Regions from separate parts of the Zea mays genome. Here region 1 is linked to region 2. The links are chromatin contacts, called in public Hi-C maps. All regions are on one chromosome and are shown on one strand. Each heading gives the region's core, a stretch centred on a gene start, on an enhancer-like site or on the middle of the called end of the contact. The rest is flanking DNA. Distances are from core to core; before and after follow the strand shown. Region 1 holds the start of LOC100191817 (Putative glycerol-3-phosphate transporter 4). Region 2 holds the start of LOC100217229.

Region 1 (5,820 bases), core at 1,615-4,114, 170 kb before region 2:
CTATTTATGTAATCAATGGATGAGAAATAAAGTAGGCAACAATTAGAAGGGAGAAACCCTCCTTTTGCTCGGCCGTGGACAGAGACCCCGGCCAACGTTCCTACCCATCGATACACCTCTATAATCTCTCAATGATCTAGCGACCATAACAATTTCACTGTCAAGTCATTGTTCCATCTTCCTAGGTTCATCTAAACCCCTGAAGTACAGCTGATATGCGTAAAGATACACAGTATATTCTTACACAACATATTGGTGTATCTAAAGATTCTACTGCAAATCTACAATGGACTATACCATCATTTTTGAGAAAATAGATTGTATCCCGCTCATGTTTGTTTGCTCAGATCAATAAGCATTAGGGACAGAAACCGTTTCCTCGTCATCGTCTGATTTGTCTTTTCTCCAGAACCATCACACTGCCTCACAACAACACTACAAAACTGTGTCGCACTAGGAGCCGCACCGAAAGATCTCCCCGTCAACTTTCGTCCACTAGAAGTGGCTGAACACCAGGATCTATCAGACAAGGAGCAAGGAGAAAATCAGCGCAATTATACCAACTCACTAAACTTTTATGATACTATGATAGTATTTAGAATGGGACATATCCAACACTTCTGCCTATAGTCATTACCTGCATTTCCATTCTGCGCGTTAGTCGAGCGATCTCTCCACTTCTGGATGATCTGAGGAATTTCTGTTTTCACATGACTTGACAACAGCACAGCAGCAACCAGTGCACAGAGTGCAAGCATTGTGAATACTAAATCCCATCCTTTTCTTGAAATGAAGCCCGTTATGAATGGTCCTAGTGCAGCACCAAGAGATCCTGTCCCATCTATAATTGCGGTTACCGTGGCCAATGCGCGAGAATCTCCTTTAAGAGATTTGTGAGTTCCCAAATCAGCAGAAACAGCGGTTGTTATCAGAGCATAGGGTCCATTAACAAACAGGCCACTGATCATCATCAAGCCAATGTTTGTCGCTTTTGAGGTACTACCATATGCATGAAAGAGGAAAAGAGATGGAATCGCCAAGTACATGAAAACGGCAGCAGTGGTTGCCCTAGCATTAAGCTGGTCAGATATGAAGCCGGCCAGAACTCCCCCAACTATTCCACCTACATCAAACAAAACTGATAGATATCCTGCAGATGCAGCTGACATATGCTCGTCTCCAATAGCTGGGAAAAAAACAATGTTAAAAGAAGTGCCATTTTAAATGTCAAATCGAAATATGAAGTTTAACTGCTAATAAAGTTCAGATGTCCTGCACAGTATCAGTAATTCCACAAAAAGAAGAGGTTACATTTTACAAGGCAACCACGCAAGTCATCTGGAGACACTACAATGCAGTGTGGATAATACAGATGCATTTGACTTGAAAACACCAAGTTGTATTCAGATAAACAGAACAGCAGGTAAATGTGAGTCATGGTATATTCAAATAAAGATGCAAGTCACGTTATTGTTAGTCCATTCCTAATTTCAGTAAAAGAAACGATCAGCTTTGAACCTCTGACAAAACCTATACAGAGACGCACACTGGATACGCTGGGCAAGGATAAACTCGTTATCTAGCAGAACATAAATTCTTTCCATTTTCCCTTTTTATGTGCCATATATTTCTTGAACGCCTGATATACTTCAGAGCATAATACTACAGCTGCAGCATTAGCATAGCAACATGCATCTACAATGTAAGTTCATGTCCACCCCAATCGAAATTCAATCACAAGCAAATCTGATAGCTTCCATCAAGAACCATATCAATCTAACCAAATGCAGAGCAGGAAGCTAACAATTCGTACCAATATAATCTAATATGATAACCGCTGTGGCCAATTCTAATCAATAAGGAACAAACTCATTGACAGAAAAAAAACATGGGCTTACCAGTCTGGCTCAAGTAGAATGGGAGCCAGTACAGAAAAGTGTACGCAACTAGTTTGGCGAAGAAGAGACAGAGCGCGAAGATGACGACACCGGGAATGGCCAGTGCCTTAAAAATTCCGACGGCATCCCGTCTGTCCTTCCCTGCGGCACTAATGTCCTCCCCGTCGGTGCTCTCATCAGTGACAGGTTCTTCAATCGGCGACGGGCCGAAGCCGACGTACTGGGGGTATGGCGCGAGGAAGAACAGCACGAGGACGCCACCGAGCGCAATGAGACCACCGGGGACCACGAACGACCATCCCCACCCGTACCCAAGCATGGCTGCGGCGACAAGCGATCCGGTGATGTTCCCCACCGAGGTGTGCGCGTTCCATATGCCCATGATGAGGCCACGCCTCCGGCCGCTGAACCAGTTGCCCACGATGGCGACGACGGAGGGCCAGCCCGTGGACTGGAGCAGGCCCGCAATCACCTGGGCGACGACGTAGAACGCGAGCGAATGCTGGCCTAGGAAGTACCCGGCGCCGAAGAGCGCCACCGCGGCGCCGCTGGTGACCATGCCGAAGGCAAGGAAGCGGCGGAGGTCGAGGCAGTCGCCGAGGTGGCCGGCGACGAACATGCCGAGGGAATAGGAGGTGAGGAAGGCGACGTCCGTGGCGCCGAGGAGCGCCGGGTCGGCGAAGGGCGGCCACGACCGGGCGAGCTCGCGCTTGACGATGCTGGGCGGTTTACGGGAGGCGTGGTAGAGCGCGTAGGCCAGGAAGGTGAGCCCCAGGACGAGGGCGCGGTGGGTGTTGTAGGAGAGCGCGGGCAGGGATCGGAGGCCGCGCGGCCCACGCCCACCGCCGGCGAGGCGCGGCGGCTCAGGCGACGGAACCGCCGGTGCCGGCGGTTTCATCATGGCGGTGCGGTTGCAGTGGAGGTCGCGACTCGCGAGGGCCGGAGGGACAATGGCCGGTGGGGCCGTGTGGAAGGCCGGAATGATGGGGGAAGAGAGAGGACGTGGCGGGGAGACGGGTCGAGGCGCTGGACACGCGTCCGAGTTGGTTATGGGCTCGACTCCACTGTCTGCTGATCGGAAAACGAAGGCTCCCTTTCAAATGTTGGGATTTTTTTTTCTGTTTCGTACGTTTTTTCTATAGAAATGAACTAATTTCTGTATTTTTTTGAAATTCCTATATTTTAAAGTAGCTCGAATTTAATGGGAGTTTCCTTCGGAGCACATTGGAGTTTGGCTCCTGTTTGCCTTCCATTTTCTGCGCCTTCAGTCACGCACCATGCGTATTCACAAGTACGTATGTTGATGTGGGTGGTTTGCTTGCTCCTTCCACTCAGGCCCTGTTGGGTTTCAAAATAATTAGAGCAGATTAAATCCCCTTTTATTTATTTTTAATTAGAAAGAGATTTAATTCCTTTTAATCCTCTTTAATCCCTCACTAATCGAACAAACCCTTAAAGTTAAAGCGTTGTTGATTTATGCCTTTCTAAGTTTGCTATTCAAGTATTATCAGACTTTTTGGCTAGTTCAGAAGGATTTGCTCGGATTTATTCTCACAGTTAGAATCTGTATTCTAATAAACGCAGGATCTGGATTTTGGATGAAAAAATTAAGATGTTTTTGGGCCCCATCCTCATAGTGATTACTGTTATTACTCTATTCGCCAAAATAACAGTTTAACCTTATGCTAGTCGGTGGTACATTGTTTCCGTTTAATCTGCTGTTTCTACCGTTTAAATAGCCATTTTACTCATTTAGGTCCGTTTAGCTTAAACAACAGCTAAACGACAAGTGACCATTGTTTGCTATTTACAACACAACTTATCGCATAGTGAAAATCTTTAAATAGTAAGTTTAAGATAGATAGTTCGATTCTAGGTTTGGTCTAAGGCCCTGTTTCAATCTCGCGAGATAAACTTTAGTAGCTATTTTTTAGCTACTTTTAGCCATTTGTAATCTAAACAGAAGAGGTAATGTTGGTAATTAAAGCTAAACTTTAGCACTTCAATTCATATAGCTAAAGTTTAGCATGAAGCTAAAATTTATCCCGTAAGATTGAAACGGGGCCTAAGTGTTTGTGATGTATTAAAAAAGCAAAAGCAATTCATAATTTAGAACGATAGAAATAGAAAAATTAAATCCTAATGTTTTTTTCTTTTTTTTCTAAAGGAGGATTTAGGGCCTGTTGAGCACTAAAAAGAGTCGTCGGACGGTCCGGCCTTGAGGCCGGATGGTCCGCGCCTGTGGGTCGAACGGTCCGCGCAAGCGCAAAACAGATTAGGGTTCCGAGTTTCTTGCTATGTTTGTTGGCGAGAATCTCGGGATAAGCTCGGAAATTTGTTGGTAACAGATCTAGCCCCCTCCTCTATAAAAGCAGAGGAATACGACCGATTTAATCAATCAATCGAACCCTCAATCAATACAATTTACATTTATTCTTAGGAGTAGTTCTAGGTTAGTCTTTCAATCCCCAAATTCTTCGCTTCTCTTTGACTCTACGTCGATTAGAGGAGTCTAGGTCGGCCTGCCGAGCCTAGACATCACCTAGGATCTCTCCTCCCCGACGGGGTCCCTCCTGGGAGTGAGATCCAGGCGCCGCCGGCGATCTTCCGCCGCCCCTGTGTATGCGCGGACCGTCCGGTCCCAGGGCGTGGACCGTCCGGCCGTCAGGCAGGAAATCCTAGCCTCGCACTAGGCCGCGGACCATCCGACCCCTGGCCGCGGACCGTCCGCCCCTGTGCAGAGAGCAGCGCCGCTGGTTCGTGTTGAGTGATTGGCGCCCGAAAAAGGTGTCAACATACTTTTTGGCGACTCCGCTGGGGATAACATGTAACACCCTGAATTTGGGGTATAAAATTTCTTTCTTATGATCATCCAAATTCACGTGTTACTCTTCTCTATCTCACTTTAGTTTCCCTCTCTCTCTAGTTTTCTCTCTCTCTTTTAATTAGAGTTAGTTGTATTAGTGAGGGATTATTTATTTTATTTTGCCCAAAATATATGAGTCATGGAATGTTGCATCATATTGAGCCTAAATATTCTTTGAACTGTTGCACATATTTGATTTGGTTTGAATTTGAAACTTGATTTGGATTTGAATTGAAAACCCTAGAGAAAATAAATAGAAAATCAATTAGAAATTCCATGGAAAATGGAAAACCGAATTCGGCCCAAGGCAACCCACTTAGCCCAGTCCGCACGCGCCCCCTCTGACAGGCGGGTCCCGCTTGTCGGCGCAACCCTGAGCGCCCCTCTCTCCCTCTCTCTCTGTCCCATGGGCCAACCCTGTCGGCGTCGTTGTTCTCGGTCGCGCCCGCTCTCTTCCTCTCTCTGTCCCACCGTCCCCACCTGTCAGCCGTCCTGAACCTCCCGTCCACGATCTCCCCACCGTGGACGCGCCCACGTCCGCGCGTTCTACGGCCACGACCGAGCCCCCGCGCCCTGCTCGCCCACCTCCCCTCTTCCATTTGCGCCCTCTGCCCAGCTCTCTCGCCCTCTCTCTCTCTCGCTCTGCCCACGCGAACCGAGAACCTCCGCAACCGCCAGTTCCGTGGCCGCCATTGCGCCCGTGCCCCGTCCAGTGCCACGGTAAGCTTCACCTTGCCGTCAGCTACTCGGGACACCCTTCGGTGTGCCCTCCCCCCTCTCTGGTCTGTCCGGTCCGCGCTCACCGGAGTGGTTCTTACGCAGTCGGAGCTCCGCCACCGTCGCCCCATCGCGTCCCTGTGCCTCCGCCGTTGCCCTGTGCCTCCAGCGCTTCCCCTCAAGGTGAGCAACCTCCCCGCGCCCCTATTTCCCTGTGTACTGCACTGGTTAACACGCAATTGCTCGCTGGAGTTGCCCCGCGCCGCCGTTAGCCCGCCTCGCCGTGTGCAGCGCCCTATGGTGCTCCCGCGCCGGCGTGGTGCCCTCGGCTGAGTCCGC
Region 2 (5,769 bases), core at 1,307-3,806:
TAGATGGACTTTCTGGACTTGTTTGGGAGCAAGTGGATTTAAATAGTAAGAGGGTTTAATCCCTCTGTTCTCTTTGCTCCCAAAGATGCCCTCTATGAAATTTGCTTCTCGAAGGTGTACGGATTTGCATCTAAGCTAGACCGTGTTGGCCGGATTTGCATCTAAGCTAGACCGTGTTGGCGTCCTGAGTAGGCCAGGTTTGCATCTAGGCTAGATTTGCTATGTAGGGGTCGTAATCTAGGCATGCAAAGCTCCCCTACTCAACTAGATGGACTTTCTGGGTTTATTTGGAAGCAAGAGTATTTTAATCTCTCCGTTCCCTTTGCTTCCAAACATGTCTATGAAATTTGCTTCTCGAAGGTGTTTTTGAGCTTTAGGTGTCCATTTTTTTATTCATTATTGTAGGAGTTTTGTGTGGTGATAGGAAACTTTGTTAAGTCTTCAAATTACCGGTTAGTTGATATGATTTAGTGTTTAGCTCTTGTTTCATTCAGATTAGGGTCTGTTAGGTTGTTCGAGAATATAACCTGGAATAATTCCAGCTGATCCAACCTTAGACTAACAATCCTGCTATGAATAGTTGCATATCACAGTTCTGTGATAACCAAACGGACCCTGAACCCTAAACTTTGTTAATTAGAGAGCTTGATTTTTGAGTTTAAGAGAATATTTGCCGATGCTTTGGTTTTACCGTTGTGGGTGAGTGTTCTGTTACATTAAGAGCATGGAATCACTAGTTGGCTTGGTATTTTACTTGTCAGATCTGAAGTTTTTTGGAAGGTGCCTAGGACAGTGGCCATTCGAATTTTTTTTATCGGCATCAATTTATCCTTCCCGTGGAAATTAGTTACATCCTTTTATGAGGATCATGGTTTCCCACGTACATGTGTAATTAATATATGTACGCATGTGTTGGTATCTGAAAAAGAATGCTTGTCCTGTCGTGGGGTGGGACATACGTATGACTGTATTTTTGTGGATTAGCAGCTGACGTGACTAGTCGTAATAAATTGGTGGCTGAAGACCCAAAGTCCTTTGCTGGACAGAACATGTTTGTTGATCCTTCAATCACTTCCATATAATCCCATCTAGTTTATAAAAGACTATGCGTCAAATAACATCAAATGATCTCTAGCTGAATTGATTAGGTGGTCTGAGTAGCACTCTTTAAGTCCTGAGTTTGACTCCCCGTAAGAGCAATGAAAGAATTTCATGTTGGGGCTGTTTGGTTCAGCTTTTTTCTGACTAGCTTTTCTGAAAATCTGGCTGTGGGGAGAATCTGGCTGTGAGAAGAATCTGAGTATCATTACGATTACGTGTGGAGGAAGATAAAGTTGTTCATAGGGCTCAAGATCTAGAAAGTGACGGATTCCTACTATTACAACGACTCAACCGATTATGTGTTTATGTTGATTTTAGATGGTTTTTGCTCTAACGAATTTTATAGAAGCTGACTGAAAAGCTGAGCGTTTGCAGTCCGCAGAAGCTTTTGGTGGCCAGAAGCTGGCAGAAGCCGAAACAAACAGGCACGTTGTTTCTTGTCCGTCCCACACTAAAACAGAGGTCTACACATCTTAATATATAATACCGAGGGCTTTAACCTGAGGTTGAGTTTTTTTAGATTAAATGACACGGGAGTTCTATTTACTCGTAATCATGTTTATTTGGCTTTAATCCGTACCGGTTTCTATATCGTTCTTGTCTCTATAAATTGTAACTGTAGCAGTCCAAACAATTGGCTTCAACTCCACCCGCCATGAAAATTGCTTTGCTTGTTTTCGCGCACAAGGACCAATCCTTTTTCTCCAATCGATCTTCAATTCTAGTTCACTACTACTTCACAGCACCAAAATTTCGGTTTAAGATTAGCTCGTTTTTTTCTTCTTAAAGCAACAACTGGGAATCTGGGACCCCTCACAATCTTCTTGGTGACTAGATTGTTCCCTGTCTGACAGTGACAAGAATGATTGATAATCTCATCTGGTATCCATAAAAAACTGTACGAGTCCCTACCACAAGTAGAGTACAGGTCACGTATGCCCCAATGGTTTGTAGGTGATAATGCAGAGTGAAACTACCAATGTTTGTTTAATACTTCAATCAGACAAGAATATTCTTGAGTATTTTTCTGTGTACTTCCCGCTCTGTACTGTATGTGGATTCATGCGAATAAATGCATATATTTGTGGCACTACAAGTACCGTGTCCGTGACAGCAGCACAGTCTCACAATTTTCTTATATTTTAGGAGTTCTAATGATGGCTTACTGTTTGTGCTAAATAGCACCCAAAATACTCGTTCCTAAATTGTTTTTATCAGAGTATTGTAAATGTGTTCATGGCATGCAAAACAACGTACATACACTACTAAAATGAAAGTTAACAAAAAACACAAAAACCATGCCTTTCCAGTCCTGGAAACAGCATTCTAAATAAAGTAGCATAAATCACCAACCACCAATAATAAAAAAAGAGGAAAAAAAGAGAGAGAGAGCAACCCTGTTCACAAAAATAAATGGAACCCCAGAGAGAAGAACTGCCACAGTGCCACGGGCCCAAGAAGTGAGTGCTGCCCCGTCAATGCCGCTGGGAGCCAAGAAAAGCAAGGCAAAGCAAACTGCAGACCCATTGGTTTCTCTCTTTCCTCCTCCCCTCCCGACTTCTCCAAATCGCCGCCTTTTGTTGATTTATCTATTTTGCTTGCAATTAGTTTTTGGAAAGCAAGGTTCGGAATCCGTTCCAAACAGAACGTCATCACTTCCCTCCCCCCTTTTAATGCAGCAGTATATTCATCTTCTGGCTTCTGTTTCTGTTTCTTTGATCAGGTGGGTGCAATGGGAGGTAGCGGAACGCTGATCTCGGTTTACCCCGAGGAGCTCACCTTCTTGTGTAAGCTGTGTGGATTTATTGATATATTCGTTCGCATTGCGATTGGTTAAATTTCTCCTCCGCGTTGAATTCTTGCGCGTAGTTGAGCTGGAGAAGCCGTGCTATTGCAATCTCAAGGTGGTGAACAACAGCGAGCATCATGTCGCATTCAAGGTCCATGTCTTCCCTGTCCCGTGAAGTTCACCTCAGAATCTCCGCGTTTTGCTCGCTGAAAATCGAACCAGGTTTGATGTTGAGATGAGAAGAAAACTAGACTAGGTCTGGTCAAATTTGCCCCATTTATTTTCAGGTCAAAACAACATCGCCGAGGAAGTATTTCGTCCGGCCGAACGCGAGCATCGTCCAGCCATGGGATTCTTGCACAATAACGAGTAAGCACCTGTTTCTCCATGGACCATGGCTATGTTTAGCATCCTCCGTTTGGATTTCGATGTGTGAGTGTTTGTGTCTCCCTGCCTTCTCTCCCATCTGGGGGGTACAGTTACGCTGCAGGCACAGAAAGATTACCCACCAGACATGCAATGCAAGGATAAATTCTTGATTCAGAGCACGAAGGTGGCCGCCAGTACCGACATGGATGAGATCCCCCCTGATACGGTGAGCAAGAAGTGCAGAACAAATTTGTAAGGTTTATTAGCGTTGCATTATCCCTATAGTGAAATGATGTCCACAGCCACACGCTGCTATACACGGTTACATTACATGTGCGCAGTTCAACAAGGAAGCTGATAAGGTAATCGAGGAAATGAAGCTCAAGGTTGTCTACACATTACCTAGCTGCGGAGGTTCAGATGACTCTAGCGTATCATCTTTAGGAAGCCGGAGCTTCAAAGCAGCGTCTGACGATCTGATGGTGAGACTGTGGCAGCTCTCTTCTGATATGTATGGAACTTGTGATTCACTTATAAATTTTCAGTTGTAACTCTTACTGTTGATCGTATCTTTGGCCGTACTTTTCAGATGCTGAAGAATGCAAGCCTTGAAGAGGTAATACGCTCTATGCCAACAATTCTTACCATTTTTTTTACTTTGGGACTTCACTGAAAACAAGTGAATTCATCACTTTTCTCTGACGAATTCATAGAACGAATAGTTTTGCTAACTTGAATGTTATATGCTTGAAGCTTTTTATCATGATTTAACATCGTGTGGCACATGAACAATCTGTTTCTTTACACATTGATTGTGCATTGAGAGAACAGCTACTTCTTTCACGTTGGATTCTTAAAGCTATATTGGGATAATGTCATGGTGGCATTGATTATGTGGAGCGTGTCAAGTGCAAGTCTAAAGAAATAGGAAGATGTTGAAGCAACATGATTTGACAGTTGAAAAGTCATAAAGTTGATCATGGGGGAAAGGTACCTATAATTGGGAGGTCATAATTGAGGGAGGGAGGGATGCCCAGAAGCCCATGAGCATGTTTCCTTTAGTTATGCTCTGCGGACAAAATTTGGATCTTTTTCTCCCCTTCCTATTGTCCATTCCAACCAGAGTACCTAGCTCCCTTTAAACCGATGGACATGTTCCAGGTTTCTAACTGAAAATTCAGAGAACAATCGTGGGTTATCCAAAGGTATTGTTTCATGAAGGAATCTCATTGCAACAGGAAGTTTGTGCATTAGCACTGATCAAGACTGTATGAACGAGTAAACATCCTTTGGGACAACTTGGTCATTTTTTTCTCACGAAGTTGTCCCCTTTTATCTTACTCAGATCCAGACAATTCAGCGGTTGAAAGAAGAAAGAGACAACATGCTTCAGCAAAATCAGCAAATGCAACGTGAATTGGTACAGTATATCAAACTTCTTTCTATTCGTTTTGTTCCTGTATTTGACTTGATCATATTGACATTTGGACTTTGGCTCGGTTTTTTTATGAGCAATTCGATATTGGCCTGATGAGAACTGCAACATGAGTAAAGTAGTTTAAAGAAAATCGAAGTTGTTAGAGCATCTCCACCAACCTGTCATATAGAAAAACGAGGTCAAAAAGAGTTGAATGGGATGATGTTTTTCTCAAGCTCTGCTGCAAATCCATCTCCCCTATTCTCCATAAACTTGTTTTCTCAATCTCCTATAAACAGATTTAGGGGAACTGGGTGTAGCCGTGTAGGTTGTTCATGCTGTCTCCAGAGCTTTCCTATCTCCTCCCTAACTTCACTACGTAAACAGACAGTGTTTTTTACACGCTCATATACATGCTTTGTTGAGCATGGCCTAAACTTGATGTGCGTGAAAAGGTTCATCGCCTACCCATTGTTGAATGTATCCCTTTGCATTTTAGGTTAGTTTTTAGGAAGAAAAAAAAGCACGCTCCTTTTCTTTATTGTTTGTTGAATTCTGTAGATACCATAACAAACCCTCCTACTGTGTTCAGGATGTGCTTCGGAGGCGCAGGAGCCGCAAAGGCGATGCAGGTTTCTCCCTGACGTTCGCCGCGTTTGCTGGGCTAATAGGTCTCATGGTGGGGCTCCTGATGAGCCTCATCTTCTCGTCCGCGCCGGCTGATGCGTAGTAAGATGCAAGAAAAGGTTGCAGCCAACGGAAGCGTTGTTGAGTTGAGACCGACGTGGGGGAAAAGGCTCGCTCGGGGGAAGAAGATGAAATTTCTGCTCTAGTCTCCATTTTTCTTTCTTTTGCTGTTTGCATCCTAGTTATTATTATACGAAATGGCAACGGGGTGCAGATCTTTCCTTCCACTCGTGCTTGGTTCATCCTCCAGTTTGTATTTTGCCCCTTGGTTTCTCATTCTTTCTGTATTTAGTATGTCAAGACGGAACCTGTATTCATTCAACGATTGGGTAGTGAAGAACTGAGCTAGGAGTACCAAGAAAGGGTGATGATGGGTGTTAGGGTTATACGGAACCTGTATTCATTC

What was found. A called contact is a pair of places that touch in the nucleus more often than the background predicts.
Region 1: a contact with region 2 is called in a Hi-C map of ear, with 3 times the contacts expected there. The contact joins the promoter of LOC100191817 here to the promoter of LOC100217229 in region 2. A contact is called at or near these places in 4 of 25 Hi-C or Micro-C datasets (ear, leaf, tassel and 1 more).

Annotation. Positions count from the first base shown.
Region 1 is chr5:195,245,636-195,251,455 of Zm-B73-REFERENCE-NAM-5.0, reverse strand. LOC100191817 (Putative glycerol-3-phosphate transporter 4) reads right to left here and starts at 2,864. Exons shown (of 3, transcript NM_001137241.1): 1 at 1,899-2,864; 2 at 638-1,186; 3 at 216-519. The coding sequence starts at 2,799. The coding sequence ends at 482.
Region 2 is chr5:195,077,317-195,083,085 of Zm-B73-REFERENCE-NAM-5.0, reverse strand. It overlaps LOC100217229, which reads left to right and starts at 2,556. Exons shown (of 9, transcript NM_001359707.1): 1 at 2,556-2,630; 2 at 2,825-2,888; 3 at 2,971-3,041; 4 at 3,178-3,259; 5 at 3,370-3,485; 6 at 3,601-3,741; 7 at 3,849-3,875; 8 at 4,605-4,679; 9 at 5,269-5,722. The coding sequence starts at 2,580. The coding sequence ends at 5,406.